Linked DNA regions of Hordeum vulgare: region 1 is linked to region 2. A link is a contact called in public Hi-C data. All regions are on one chromosome and are shown on one strand. The core of a region is the stretch at or near the end of the contact, and the rest is flanking DNA. Distances in the headings are between cores, read along the strand shown.

Region 1 (6,970 bases), core at 763-3,262, 270 kb before region 2:
GGCTCGCCTTGAAACGGGCGTGCCTGACGAAAACTTTTGGCCGTGCTCTGCTGTCATCCATCGTCTCCGGTTGAGTGATGACAACAGAGTCACGCTCTCTGCTCCATCCTTTGTCATGCCTTTGCGTGGAAAGATTGTTCATGTGTGCGTTACCACAAGAACGGCATGTTTTTACTCCAAAAGGCAGACGTTTTCAGGTTTACAAGGAACTTGCTTCTTTAGACTTCGGCATGTCTGGAACAAAGGAGTTCTTCCTGTTTCTATAGGAACTGAACTATGTGAGTGTGTGGAATTTCCATGTTTCTAGTGAAATAAAAAAGTTTGGTTGAACTGTTTGGTACCCGCAAGTTTTTTTTTTTTAATCAAACATCTAAAACGCAAAGAGTTTCCATGTTTGAGACTAAGCGGTCGGAACAAGAGAATTCCCATGTTTCTATGTACATTGAACTGTGGAAGCGAGGAATTTCCAAGTTTCTATGGAAATCGGCCCGAATGAAACACGGGAATTTTCATTTTCTATGAAAGGTGAATTTATGGTTCTGAAAAGGAATCATAAGATTCATAACTTCTGCAGGATTGGAGCGTTACTCCGAATGTTGCAAAGCTATCTTGCTTCCTGAAAAAAAAAAGTTGCACCCTTTGAAGTTAAGGTTAGCCAGTCTACAAAGCAGAATTTTCTGAAGATCCAAATAAAAGCACATGATGATGAAGAAGATGTGTGAAGGAGATCCATCATGGATCAGATTCTTGTACTTGATCCCTGATGATGAGCAGTAGCACTGTAGCAGTAGCAGGATCGCTTCTCTCTCCTCTCACCAACCGACTTCACAGGACAAAGCAATCATTCCATCCGATCTGGCCTCAAAGACACCAGCGCCAGTAGGCCATACAACACACAACACAAACACAGATACATACTGATACAGCCACACAACTGCTGCCTGCATCTTTGTTTCATCTCATCTCTGACGACAAGCTGCCCATGTCCATATTCTCAGCTCAACGCTAAAACTTAAAAAGAAAGCGAAGAAGAAGAAAAAAAAAAAGGAAGTCTCAAATCTGCCCGCTGCTGCTGAGGCTGAGCCCTGGCCATGGCCAGGGCCACAGAAGAAATCTAAATCTGAACAGGGGAGAAGAGGGCGCCCATGGTCTGCCTCCTCTACTGTGTGGGGCGCGGCCTCTTGTAGGCCCCCTTGGCGGCGTCGGAGGCAGCGGGGGCGGAGCCGTTGGTGAGGGAGCTGGAAAAGGAGCAGGAGAGGGCGTTGTAGAGGTCGACGACGCGGGCGATGTTGCTGTTGAGCTCGCGGATGAGGGCGACGTTGCGGCTGAGGCCGCCGGCCTCGAGGGACTCCTGGTTCTGGGTGATCTCCTGGATCAGAATCCGGTTCTTCTCCAGGATCACCTGCACCTCCGCGAAGCTCCGCTGCAGCGCCTGCACCGCCCTCCCGTTCGCCGCGCCGTTGCCCATCCCCTCGGCGGCTCCTCCGTTCGGAACCACCTCCCGGCCGCTGCTGTTCTCCATCCTCCCTGCCCCGCTCGCCCTGATCTGATTCTGCGTGCGGGAGGAAGATGGATATCGGGGAGGGGAGGGGAGGGGAGGGGGTCGTCACGCAGGGGACGAGAGAGCGAGACAAGGCGGACGGAGGAAGGGATTTGGGGGGAGAATATATCGGGGTCAGGGGGCAGGGAGAGAGATGTGTGCTACGACCTGCTGAGTCTGAGATCCTTCGACGTGGGATGAAGAGCGCTGTAATTTAGGGGGAAAGTGCCGAGATTGCTTTCCTTCGCTTTTCCCCTGGTTCCCCACGGCTTATCTTGGCAATTTTCTCTCGATATATTTTGTGGGGCCTCTCCTCCTAACACTGGTTTTGGATTTCCATGGCTTGTTTGCCATAGAGTGTGCTCGAGAAAGGATAATTGTGGTTGATAATATGAGGGAGGATACCAGCCATGCGTTGCATCGTTCCTCGAGGTACTTACCGCCCGGATCCTTCGTAATTTGCCCAAGCTATCTAGCTATCCTGGCTCCCACATGGAGAAGGAAGAAAGGGGATGTCCCAAGTTTTCAAGCCAACATTACATAATAAGATTAAAGTTAACTTATAAACATACCATTGATTATCGGTGTCATTTCCACATTTGTGGGCCAAGGCAACGAAGGAAGGATGGAAGATGGGAGCTCACCATTGGCCGAAAGAGATAATGAGAGATCGGATCTAGCCATGAACCGGAGGAAGAATGAGAAACCAAATCAAATAACATGAACAATGGTAGAAAGATGCTTGAACCTCACCATAAAAGTGATGGGGAGAAGGGCGGGCGCCTAGATCTAACCATTCACAGGATGAGTGCATCCTTTGTGGTTGACGATACTAGATCTAAACATGGGCATGATATGGAGATCGGATCTGACCATTAATGACTATTGGTGGTACTAAATCTAGATAATGGAGGACAAGGAAGACGTCGATAATGTTTCACCAACTCAACAAGGGCGGGTCGGTACTTCACAGGATGGTCGACGAGATAGAAGGGGGATGTGATAGCTTGTTAGCCATAATCCCCTCGATAATCTTTCTCTTGCACTGAAACTATGCATTGACTGTGGTCAATAAAGGATAAACGAGGCCGATAATGTGAAGGAGGGTTCCTCGCAAAAAAAAAGATAATGCGAAGGAGGGTAGTTGTCATGTGTTGCTTTGTTCCTCGAGGTACTCATGGAGATATATCAAGAAATAGGAAAGTAATGACCAATTTTCACAGCAAATTCTTACCGCTAGGATCCTTTGTAATTTGCCCACGCTATCTAGATGTCATGGCTCCCACATGGAGAAGAAAGAATGGGATGACCCAAGTTTTGAAGCAAACATTACATCATAAGAACAAAATAAATACATGAACATACCATAGATTGTCGGGTGTTGTTTCCACATCTGTTAGCAAGACAACGAAGGAAGATCGGACTTGTCCATGGAACGAAGAAGGAATGGTGAGAGATCAGATCTGGCCATGGAACCATGAAAGAATGAGAGTTGAATTAGATAATGTCAACAATGGTAGAAAGATGCTTGAACCTGACCGCAGAGGCGATGGGGAGAAGGGCAAGCACCTAGATCTAGCCATCGAGAGGATGAAGGCATCCCGTGTTATTGATGAGACCAGATCTGAACGCGGGGATGACATGAAGACCAAATCTATCTCTCAAGAGTATGAATGTATCCTCTGTTACCGATGAGACCAGATCTGAGTGTGGGGATGGCATGGAGTCTAGATCTAGCCATTAGCGACTCCTTGCGGTACCAGATCTAGATACATGGAGGACAGAGAAGACGTCGACGGTGTTTCACAAGTGAACAGGAGAGGGTTAATACTTCGGAGGATGGTTGACAGGATAGAAGGGGGATGTGATGTTTTCAAGAGGGGAGTGGCATACTAAGAGGGGTGAGCCATGGCGGAGGAGAACTCTTTGGGGGTGAAATATTATTTGTGTGAGTGTCTTCCATCTTTATTTGTAGAGGCATGTCCAAATTCCAACACGTGGTTTATATGTATAGTTTATTTTTTTGGTCGTCAGGCGTATACAAATTAATCCATCAATGCTTTGTGTTATGTGTTGTCTTGGGTAATTAGGAAAGGGACAACCCCAAGCAACATTATAAAATAAAACTAATGAAGACAATACTTTTGAATGTCGCCGCACTGTTAGCAGAGAGAAAGAAGGATGAGAGGATGTATCCACCCATGGAAAATTGAATGTGAAGGACTGGGTCTAACCACGACAATATCGAAACAAGAACTAGTATCGTCTCGTGAATGTTGAAGTAAGGATAAACCTCCCGATCTAGCTATCAAGAGAACGAGGCACGTGACTCAACAAAAAAACACATCCAGGATGATACACATTTGTCATATCTAGTAGATCACTTTTCTGTCACCCATGTACATCTGTGACGGTTTTATGACTAGTGGGCCCTTGGGCCTCATCTACTGCCAAGAACATATAGTAGGCCCTATGGGTATGTCTCCTTATAAATGGTTTATGAAAAAGTATGGCATCTACCTCTTGAGTTAGAACATAAAGCTTATTTGGCAATTAAAGAACTCAACTATCATTTCAAACTTGCTGGAGAAAGGAGGTTATTTGATATTAGCTAATTAGATGAAAATGCCAAACTATTCAAAGAAAAAGTTAAAAGATGGCATGAAAAAAGAATCCAAAAGCGACAACTCAAAGTTGGTGAATATGTTCTATTGTACAATTCTTGCCTTAGAATTTTTGCAGGAAAACTTGTTTCCAAATGGGAAGGACCATATATCATCGAAGAAGTTTATCGTTCTGGAGCTATTAAGATCAATAATCCTGAAGGCACTAACCCGAAGGTGGTCAATAGACGAAGAATAAAGCACTATATTTCAGGTACACCTATTAATGTTGAAGCAAATACTATTTAAACCATGACACCAGAGGAATACATAAAGGAGACCTTCCAAAACACTCTAGAACCCTTAAAAGGAAGAGGTATGTGATACGGTAAGTAAACGAGCTCCGAAAAATCCACAAAAATAATTTCTATTAGTTTTGGAATATTACAAAAAATAGAAAATTAATAAACACACGGGAAGGCAAGCTAGGTGCCCACTAGGCACGAGGGCGCACCATCCCCTGGCGCCGTGGTGGGTAGTGGGCCCCTCGAGCACCTTCCTAGCTCTGTTTTCTTGTAGGACAAGTATTTCCTTGTATCAAAATTCTTTATATATATCTCCGGATGATTTGACCTCTGCACCATGGAGAAATCTTTTGTTCTTGTTTCATGTTGTTTTTCTGTCAAAACTATCAAGCGAGGCATCATGTCTTCTCCCTCCTCCAACCGCGTAGAAGAGGATGCTTGGCTAATGAAGATGTAACTGAAGAAGGGGGAACCAGTAGAAGCCACCAAAGAGAACAAGGGTGAGGAAGTCAAGGGGGGCAAGCTCGAGAAGAGGAGCAGGCCATGCTTGCAAAAGAAGAGGAGGAAGAAGATTACCTCGAACCCTACTATGAGCATCTCACTCCCATTGAATATGAAGCCTTTAGAGCCTTCGAAATGGTTCATGTTCAGAATAAATATCTTACTCATGAAAATATTTTGTTAAAGGAGCAAAACATCGGCCTCCGGAGCATTATTCGTTGATTGGAGAACCTCTTGAGGCTACATTGTGACGCTACGTCACCAGCACCACCTTCATATTCCTCACCAAAGGAGACTTGAGTAGACGGGTATGGGCACTCCCCTTGGCTTGTGCCAAGCTTGGGGGATGTGCCTCGGTATCTGATACGTCTCAAACGTATCTATAATTTTTGATTGTTTCATGCTATTATCTTGTCATCTTTGGATGTTTTATGTACCTTTTATATCTTTTTTGGGACTAACTTATTAATTCAGTGCCAAGTGCTAGTTCCCGTTTTTCTGTGTTTTTGGCTCTTTTCAGATCTGATTTTGGAACGGAGTCCAAACGGAATAAAATCCCCGAAATGATTTTTCCCGAACGGAAGAAGATCAGGGGGCTTGTGGGCCAAGCCAGGAGGGCTACAGGGAGCCCACAAGCTCCCCCTCCGCCACCAGGGGGTGGCGGTGGGCAGGCTTGTGGCCTCCCTGGCGCCCCCTGACCTAGATCTTGCGCCTATATATTCCCTAAAAATAAGCAAAAAATCAAGGGATCCACGAAAGTACTTTTCCGCCGCCGCAAGCTTCCGTTTCCGCGAGATCTCATCTGGAGACCCTTCCCGGTGCCCTTCCAGAGGGGACTTTGGAGTTGGAGGGCTTCTTCATCATCATCATCGCCCCTCCAATGACTCGTGAGTAGTTCACTTCAGACCTACGGGTCCGTAGTTAGTAGCTAGATGGCTTCTTCTCTCTCTTGGATCTTCAATACAAAGTTCTTCATGATCTTCATGGAGATCTATCCGTTGTAATCTTCTTTGGCGGTGTGTTTGTTGAGATCCGATGAATTGTGGATTTGTGATCAGATTATCTATGATATATATTTGAGTCTTTGCTGATTTCTTATTTGCATGATTTGATATCCTTGTAAGTCTCTCCGAGTCTTGAGTTTTTTCTGGCCAACTAGATCTATGATTCTTGCAATGGGAGAAGTGCTTGGTTTTGGGTTCTTACCGTGTGGTGACCTTTCCTAGTGACAGTAGGGGCAGCAAGGCACACATCATGTAGTTGCCATCAAGGGTAACAAGGTGGGCTCTCTCGTTGATATGAGATTGTCCATATACATCATGTCATCTTGCTTAAGGCATTACTCTGTTCTTTTGGACTTAATACACTAGATGAATGCTGGATGGCGGTCGACGTGTGGAGTAATAGTAGTAGATGCAGAAAGTATCGGTCTACTTGTTTTGGACGTGATGCCTATAGATATAATCATTGCCATAGATGACGTCACGACTTTGCGCGGTTCTATCAATTGCTCGACAGTAATTTGTTCACCCACCGTCTACTTGCTTTCATGAGAGAAGTCACTAGTAAAAACTACGGCCCCCGGGTCTATTCACATCTATCATTTCCACCTTCGCTTTTACTTTGCTTTGTTACTTTGTTGCTTTCAGTTCTCACTTGGCGAACAATCTATAAGGGATTGACAACCCCTTCATAGCATTGGGAGCAAGCTTTTTGTGTTTGTGCAGGCACTTGTGATACTCCTCCACTGGATTGATACCTTGGTTCTCAAACTGAGGGAAATACTTACCACCGCTGTGCTACATCACCCTTTCCGCTTCGAGGGAACACCAACACAAGGCTCCAAGGCCACGGGGGAAATCCTCTGCATATTTGCCTAGGAAGTCCCTTAAGGCGTAGCCGTAGCAGAAGGATTCCTTGTGCCGTTGTTGAGGAGTATCAAGCAACACTCCTATTTCTGGCGCCGTTGGAAGGTCTTTTTTTGCAGTAGTAGTATCATATCACCACCACCCTTATTATAT
Region 2 (7,095 bases), core at 2,234-4,733:
CTGGGTGACTATAAAGGTACTCTACAGGCATCTCCGAAGGTGTCCGTTGAGTTAGCATGAATCAAGACTGGGATTTGTCACTCCGTGTGACGGAGAGGTATCTCGGGGCCCACTCAACAATACAACATCACAAACAAGCCTTGTAAGCAATGTGACTAAAGAGTTAGCCACGGGATTTTGTATTACGGAACGAGTAAAGAGACTTGTCGGTAACGAGATTGAAATAGATATGGCGATACCGACGATCGAATCTCGGGCAAGTAACACACCGAAGGACAAAGGGAATGATATACGGGATTGTGTGAATCCTTGTCATAGAGGTTCAACCGATAAGATCTTCGTAGAATATGTAGGATCCAATATGGATGTCCAGGTCCCGCTATTGGATATTGACCGGAGAGTGTCTCAGTCATGTCTACATAGTTCTCGAACCCGCAGGGTCTGCGCACTTAAGATTCGGTGATGTTTTCGGTATAGTTGAATTATTGATGTTGGTAACCGAATGTTGTTCGGAGTCCCGGATGGGATCCAAGACATCACGAGGAGTTCTGGAATGGTCCGGAAACGAAGATTGATATATAGGAAGTTGGTATTTGGATTCCGGAAAGGTTTCGGGCATTACTGGTAGTGTGTCGGGAGTGACGAATGGGTTCCGAGGGTCCACCTAGTGGGCCCACCACTCCCTGAGAGGGCCACATGGACTTTGGGGTGGAGCAATAGCCCTTGGTGGGCTGGCCAATCAACCAAAGAAGGCCCATGAGGAAAGTGGTGGAAAATCCAAAAGAGCTGGACAAGTGGGAGAGGAGTCCTCCTCCAAGTGGAATTAGAGGAGGATTCTTCCCTCCTTGCTTCGGCCGAGCCAAGGGAGGCTTCCCTTGGTGGGCAAGCCTTATCCCTCCTTCCTCCTATATATACTAGAGTTTTTGAGGGTTTTTGCACAGAATTTTCAGCCACGTCCTACCCTCTCCTCTAGATCGTAGTTCTTCCTCTAGATCAGTTTTCAGCGGCGCTTAGGCGAAGCCCTGCTGGAATAGATCGATCACCATCGCCGGCATGCCGTCATGCTACCGGAGAATTCATTTACCTCCCCGTCTCTCTTGCTGGATCAAGAAGGCGGAGATCGTCATCGAGTTGTACGTGTGCTGAACGCGGAGGTGCCGTCCGTTCGGCACTAGATCGGGATGGATCGTGATGGGATCGCGGGACGGATCATGATGAGATCGTGGTATGGGCTGCGATTTGGATCGTAGAGATGTTCCACTACATCAACTGCGTTATATACGCTTCCGCTTAGCGATCTACAAAGGTATGTAGATTCACTCTCCCCTCTCGTAGATGATCATCACCATAGATAGGTATTGCGTGTGCGTAGGATTTTTTTTGTTTACCATGCAATGTTCCCCTACAGAGTGTTGGTCCACCCACATAGCAGTCGGCGGTGCCACCTTGGGGCAACTCGAGGCGTCTGGCTATCGTCCACTTTGCATAGACGGTTGATGCCCGTAGATAGAGAGCGCGCGGCTCTTGATGCAGATTTGGCTCACCGAGTGGCCTTGCTGGACTTGTTTTACTCTTCTCGAACGTCTTGTGCGAGGGATACCGAGGATACTTTGGACTGTCTCGAGGTTGAGGTTTTCCAATAGGAACCCGAGGAGATCATGGGTTTCCCTGATCGAGGTCATTCCATCACAGTGTGTGGTAGTTTGTGATGGACTAGTTGGAGCACCCCTGAAGGGTTAAATCTTTCAGGAAGCCGTGCCCGCAGTTATGTGGCAACGTGGACACTTTGTCTAACATCCGGTTCTAGATGACCTGAAGTAAACTTAATTCAAACTTACCAACTGAGTGCATAACCGTGACTGTCTCTTTCGAGAGCTCCTTGTCCGATCAAGGACACGGTGTGGTTATGTTTGACGTAAGTAGGTGTTCAGGATCATTCATTTGATCATTATTAGTTCACGTCCGCTATGCGTGGATCACCCCCTCTTAATCTTGTACTCGTAAGTTAGCCACCTCAAATAAATGCTTAGTCGCTTGCTACAACCTCACCACTTAATCAAACCTCACCCATTAAGCTTTGCTAGTCTTGATACCTTTGAAAATGAGATTGCTGAGTGCGTGTGGCTCACAGATTACTACAACACCAGTTGCAGGTACAGGTAAAGAGTTACTTTGACGTGAGCGCGATGATTGTTCGATTTGGAGTTTCTTCTTCTTCTTCTTCTTCTTCTTCTTCTTCGATCTAGGTTGGGTTCCAGACTGGCAGCCTGGGATAACAAGGATGGACGTCGTTCTTTTATCGTTTGTTTTCGTCCGTAGTCGGACCCTGCTCTTCTTCATGGTGATTGTATATTGTTGTATTGATGTGACTCTGATGTAGCTTGTGGCGGGTGTAAGTCAATTCCATATACTCATATATTCTGTACATGTACTTATAACGATATCCATCCTTGTGAAACGACGAGATGCGTTTCTATCCCTGTCGAGGCTCTCGTGCCAAAATAAGGATATGATCGCATCTTGTGTGTTACAGATTGGGCCTCTCCAACGCACGTGAAACACACACACGCGTGCGATGCCTCATGAGACGAACCAGAGACGCAACGCAATGCCTCACGGGACAAACCTGGACCAGAGGCGCAGCACAACCCTAGCGCTCTTAGCGCAGCGACGGCGGTGGTTGGTCGTGACCAGGCGAGTGACCGAGAGGGCAGCCGGTGACGACAACGGCAGCAAGCGGTAGCGGTAACAAGCGACAACGACGACAGCAAGGGCGGCGAGGGCAGCAACAAGCGGTTGCGGCAAGCACGAGCGGGCGGCGGCAGAAAGCGACGGCCATAGCAAGCCTTTGGTGTTGAGGATTTCCTCGTAGTTCAAAGGGCCTTCTCATCAATAAAAATCATCAAGGCTGAGTTGCGCAGCAAGATGACAGATGGTTGATTTAATGACTTAATGGTTTGTTATATTGAAGCGAGCGATCTTCAAAAGTATCGATCTTGCTAAAATTAAGGAAGATTTTTAAAATAAAGGTAGGACATTGCCATTACCTGGGTCTTCTACACGTCATTAAAAGTTTCATTATCAGTATGTTTTAGGTTGTTTTTCTACTGAAACATGTCTACATTTTCATTGTATTTGACTTTTCATTTGTATTGTGTATTGACTTTTTCGATTTACATCAAAATATTTTTTTCTTAAGACTTCGCCACATCTTAATTTTTTTCCGTCCTCCGCCTTTGCATATATATGTTCCACATCGTATATGGAAATATTAGAAGCTGCACATCTCATTTATCGGCTATGTGATGTGATTGCGCACCTACACGGAAACGGTGGTACTCGAACAAACATTCTCGCTGCTGTATTTCGTTTTGGTTTGGTACTTCGGTCGCGCTTATGAACACGGTTCGTCCGAATAACATTTCGAAACACTGGACCACCCTCGGGCTTCGCCTCTCTCTCCCCTCTTGGCCTCTTCGAAGTTCGGACGTCCGTCACGGGGAGCTCGTCCATTTGCTGCCCGCGACGACCAAACACAGCCGTCCTGCGCCGGCGCCGTGACCAGGCTCCGTAACGCCGTCCGTCCCTCCACAAAGATCCAAACGAGAGCCCAGGAGAAAGTTTCAAAAAAACCACTCCCACTCCCTCCCTCCCTCCACTACCCCAGCCCCTCGTCGTCAGATCGGGTGCCTAGGGTTTCCCCTCCGGCCGGCCGGCGATGCCCGCCTCCTCCGTCTCCGGCAGCACCGGCCCCGGCGGCGTATCGCCCGACGCCATCATCGAGTGGCTGCAGGACGAGATGGGCTACCCCTCCGCGCCCCCCGCGCCGGAGCAGCTGCGCAAGATCTGCCGCGGCAACATGCTCCCCGTCTGGTCTTTCCTCCTCCGCCGGGTCCGCTCCGAGCGCACGGTCGCCACGGCGCGCCGGAACATCCTCGTCCACGGCGTCGCGGCCAGGCGGGCGCGGGAGGGGGGCGTCGGGGCGGGCGGGGGCGACGCGGCTGCCAGGGAGGCCGAGGCCAGGGAGCGCGACCTCGCCGCCGAGGAGGCCGAGCGGCTGCGCGGGGTCGTGCGGAGGCAGCGCAAGGAGCTGCGCGCCCGCATCGCGGAGGTCGCTCGCGAGGAGGCCGAACGCAAGCGTGTGTTGGGCGAGCGCTCCAATGCCAGGTACCCAAACAACGGTGGAATTAGGGGTCACCAACTATCTGCGGTTTGATTTGATGATTCTATTGGAAATATGGGGATTCAATTCATGCTACATTTTAGTTTTCACCTTTGCTGCTTGCTGTATTTACTGATAGGAATGCCTGAAAATCGTCCGACTTAGTACCAACTGACTGTCAATACTTCACTGACGCTAGTAGAAATACATGAAAATACTCCCGATAGAATTGCTTGAAACTGTCAACCTTATCGGATTTTGATGGGAACAAGGTTTGATATATTAGAGGGGATGTTCAGGTTGATGCCGCCCAGAAGATCTACACGTAGTAGGCACGGGGATTATATTCACGCTATATTGTGATTTTTGCTTTTGCACCTTGCTAATTTTATTGGTAAACTTGCCTGAAAATATAGGACCTGTAAATTTACTACTGTCACTACTTTACTTGGAAGTGTCACTCTTGAATCTTGAGTTGAGTTTAATGGGATCAAGGATTGATTTATTTGAAGGGATGCCACACAGAAGACTAACATATAGTAGAACCACTAAGCATGGGTAGAGTTTATGGCCACTCTAAATACTGTTCCATCAATAAAATGCCATTAGCTCTATTTTCTATCAACTTCTAAAGCTTCTTCATGTGCTACAAAGACTCTAGCGACCAATCTGTTTGAGAGTTTCAATGCTAATAGGTATATTGTGTTGCAGTATAGAATGTGTTTGTATCCCTAGGTTCTCTTGCTTAGCTAAAGGGCAGCCCGGTGCACGTAGCTCCCGCTTGCGCAGGGTCCGGGTCCGACCGCTTTGGGTCTATATAGTACGCAGCCTTTCCCTACATTTCTGCAAGAGACTGTTTCGAGGACTCAAACCCTCACCTCATGGTCCCAAGGCGACAGCTTTACCGCTGCGCCAAGTCTCCCGTTCCTTCTCTTGCTTAGCTAGGCTAGATAAAACTGGCTCATCTGGGCATAGCCAAGAAAAGCAAGGCCACTTTGTTTTGGTTAGTGACTGGCAAACCACGATGTGCATGGTGATTGGAGGCTGGTGCAACAGCACTCTGTTACCTTGGCCATGTGAGAGAGCCAATTCAGCCAATCTTCGACGGCAAATATTTTTATTTCGGTTAGTAGGAATCTAGCCAAGCAAAGCAGGCCTCTCCTGATGTTACCAAATAGTCACCCTTGCCCAGCATTGGTAGGAGATTGCTAGCCTCAGAACCAAACCCACCCTTAGCAGATCTGGTGATTGAAAATGCACAAATTGTGGAAGGACCAGGCTATGATTTGCATCACAGTTATAAATTGATACCTGATTGGTTGATTGTGAGATCAGAAGGCCTTCCTGCTCTATTTAAATAATAACATAATAAGCTTGCGGAAAAATTCTGCATGTTCAAGTATAGGAGCATAAAACATACCCTTATTGCTACACTGCTGTTTATACTTACGTATGGTTGTATTGTAGGCTTGTAGCTACCTTTTTGTTTCTTCCCCTATTCCCGGTACAAGCCGAATTTCTAATTTCAATTGCAATACAGTGATTTAATTCATGAGATGTGGGTATCTTGATTGGTCCTTTGACCATATTGTAATATTAGTGTGACTGTGAGATAGTTGACATTTCGGTTTTTCTTGATTAGCATAATAGTGATGTATTGCATATCATAAATGGTATTTGCATTTTGTTTATGTGCAGAAAATATATTTATTCAACTATACTCATCTTTCGGTGTTTATAAATGTATGTGGCCTAAACGTTGATTGTGCACTACCAGGTAGGACGCAGGCTCCTTGCAGCCACACTTTTATACAAGCAACTGCATCAATGTCATTTATGTATGATATAAACGTTTTCTAGGTTAGATCTGGTATAAACCTGCAAATGTGAAGAATTTCTAAAATTCATTTTGCCACACTGTTCTATTATTTGTTCAGAAGAGATCAGAGCAATTTTTCATGTGGAACTGCTTTTTGCTCCACTGCTTTGATGTTTCCGAATGATCTTCCGCAACTTTAGCCTGACTGACAGATAGTAAAATAACAATTCCATGTTTTTGACTTTAGGCACAAACAAGTTATGCTCGAGGCATATGATCAGCAATGTGACGAAGCTTGCAAAATATTTGCTGAATACCAGCGACGTCTGCATCACTTTGTTAACCAAGCAAGAGATGTGCGAAGATCAAGTATAGGTGTGGCTGGATCTGTAGATGCTGTTGAGGAGATGCAATTGCAGAGCGAGCGAGAGGACCTGTACTCAACTGTCAAAAATAACAGGTTATCAGAAGATCTCGTCTTTGTAGAGACCTCACGTGAAAGGAGTATTCGGAAGGCATGTGAAACTCTTGCTGCAGATATGGTGGAAATGATTCGGAGTTCATTTCCAGCTTTTGAAGGGAATGGTATTAATTCGAGTTGCCAGATAGATGTGGCAAAGCTGGGCACTGATTTGGATGGTGAAATACCAGCAGATGTGAAAGCTGTGGCATTAGATTCCCTAAAGAATCCTTCCTTGTTACTGCAATCGGTCAATAGTTATACATCACGCATGAAAATGCTTGTACATAAAGAAACAGATAAGATTGACATACGTGCTGATGCAGAACTCTTGAGGTACTATCCTGTTTTCCCCCCTCCATTTGTTCTTTTCCCATTCCAATAACAGACATGTAAGAGTTAAATGTTCCTGCCACACAATGATGACTTGGTGGACAGTATTCTTTAATGACTTCTGATTATTCTTGTGATCTGGTTACATTCTCATGAATTTAATTCCGTGGTTGTAGCTTTGCATCTTTAAGAGTGAATTATATTCTAATTGGGATTTTATTTACCTTGCCAAACAAACAAGTAGATTCATTGTTGAAGGGAATACTAGATTGCACATTTAGTGAGAAAATCTTCCTAATCTTCTATTAGTTTTTTATTAGT

What was found. Hi-C and Micro-C count contacts between places; a contact is called where the count stands out from the background.
Region 1: a contact with region 2 is called in a Hi-C map of seedling, with 2.4 times the contacts expected there. The contact joins the promoter of LOC123397817 here to the promoter of LOC123395878 in region 2. A contact is called at or near these places in 2 of 6 Hi-C or Micro-C datasets (leaf and seedling) and 1 of 1 datasets of contacts at active chromatin or transcription factors (embryo).

What each region holds. Positions count from the first base shown.
Region 1 is chr5H:419,037,144-419,044,113 of MorexV3_pseudomolecules_assembly, reverse strand. It overlaps LOC123397817 (protein ELF4-LIKE 4-like), which reads right to left and starts at 2,012. Exons shown (of 1, transcript XM_045092350.1): 1 at 916-2,012. The coding sequence starts at 1,522. The coding sequence ends at 1,160. It overlaps LOC123397818 (a long non-coding RNA gene), which reads right to left and starts at 3,463. Exons shown (of 3, transcript XR_006610026.1): 1 at 3,080-3,463; 2 at 2,906-3,003.
Region 2 is chr5H:418,773,314-418,780,408 of MorexV3_pseudomolecules_assembly, reverse strand. LOC123395878 (AUGMIN subunit 5) reads left to right here and starts at 3,483. Exons shown (of 10, transcript XM_045090909.1): 1 at 3,483-4,167; 2 at 6,229-6,777. The coding sequence starts at 3,719.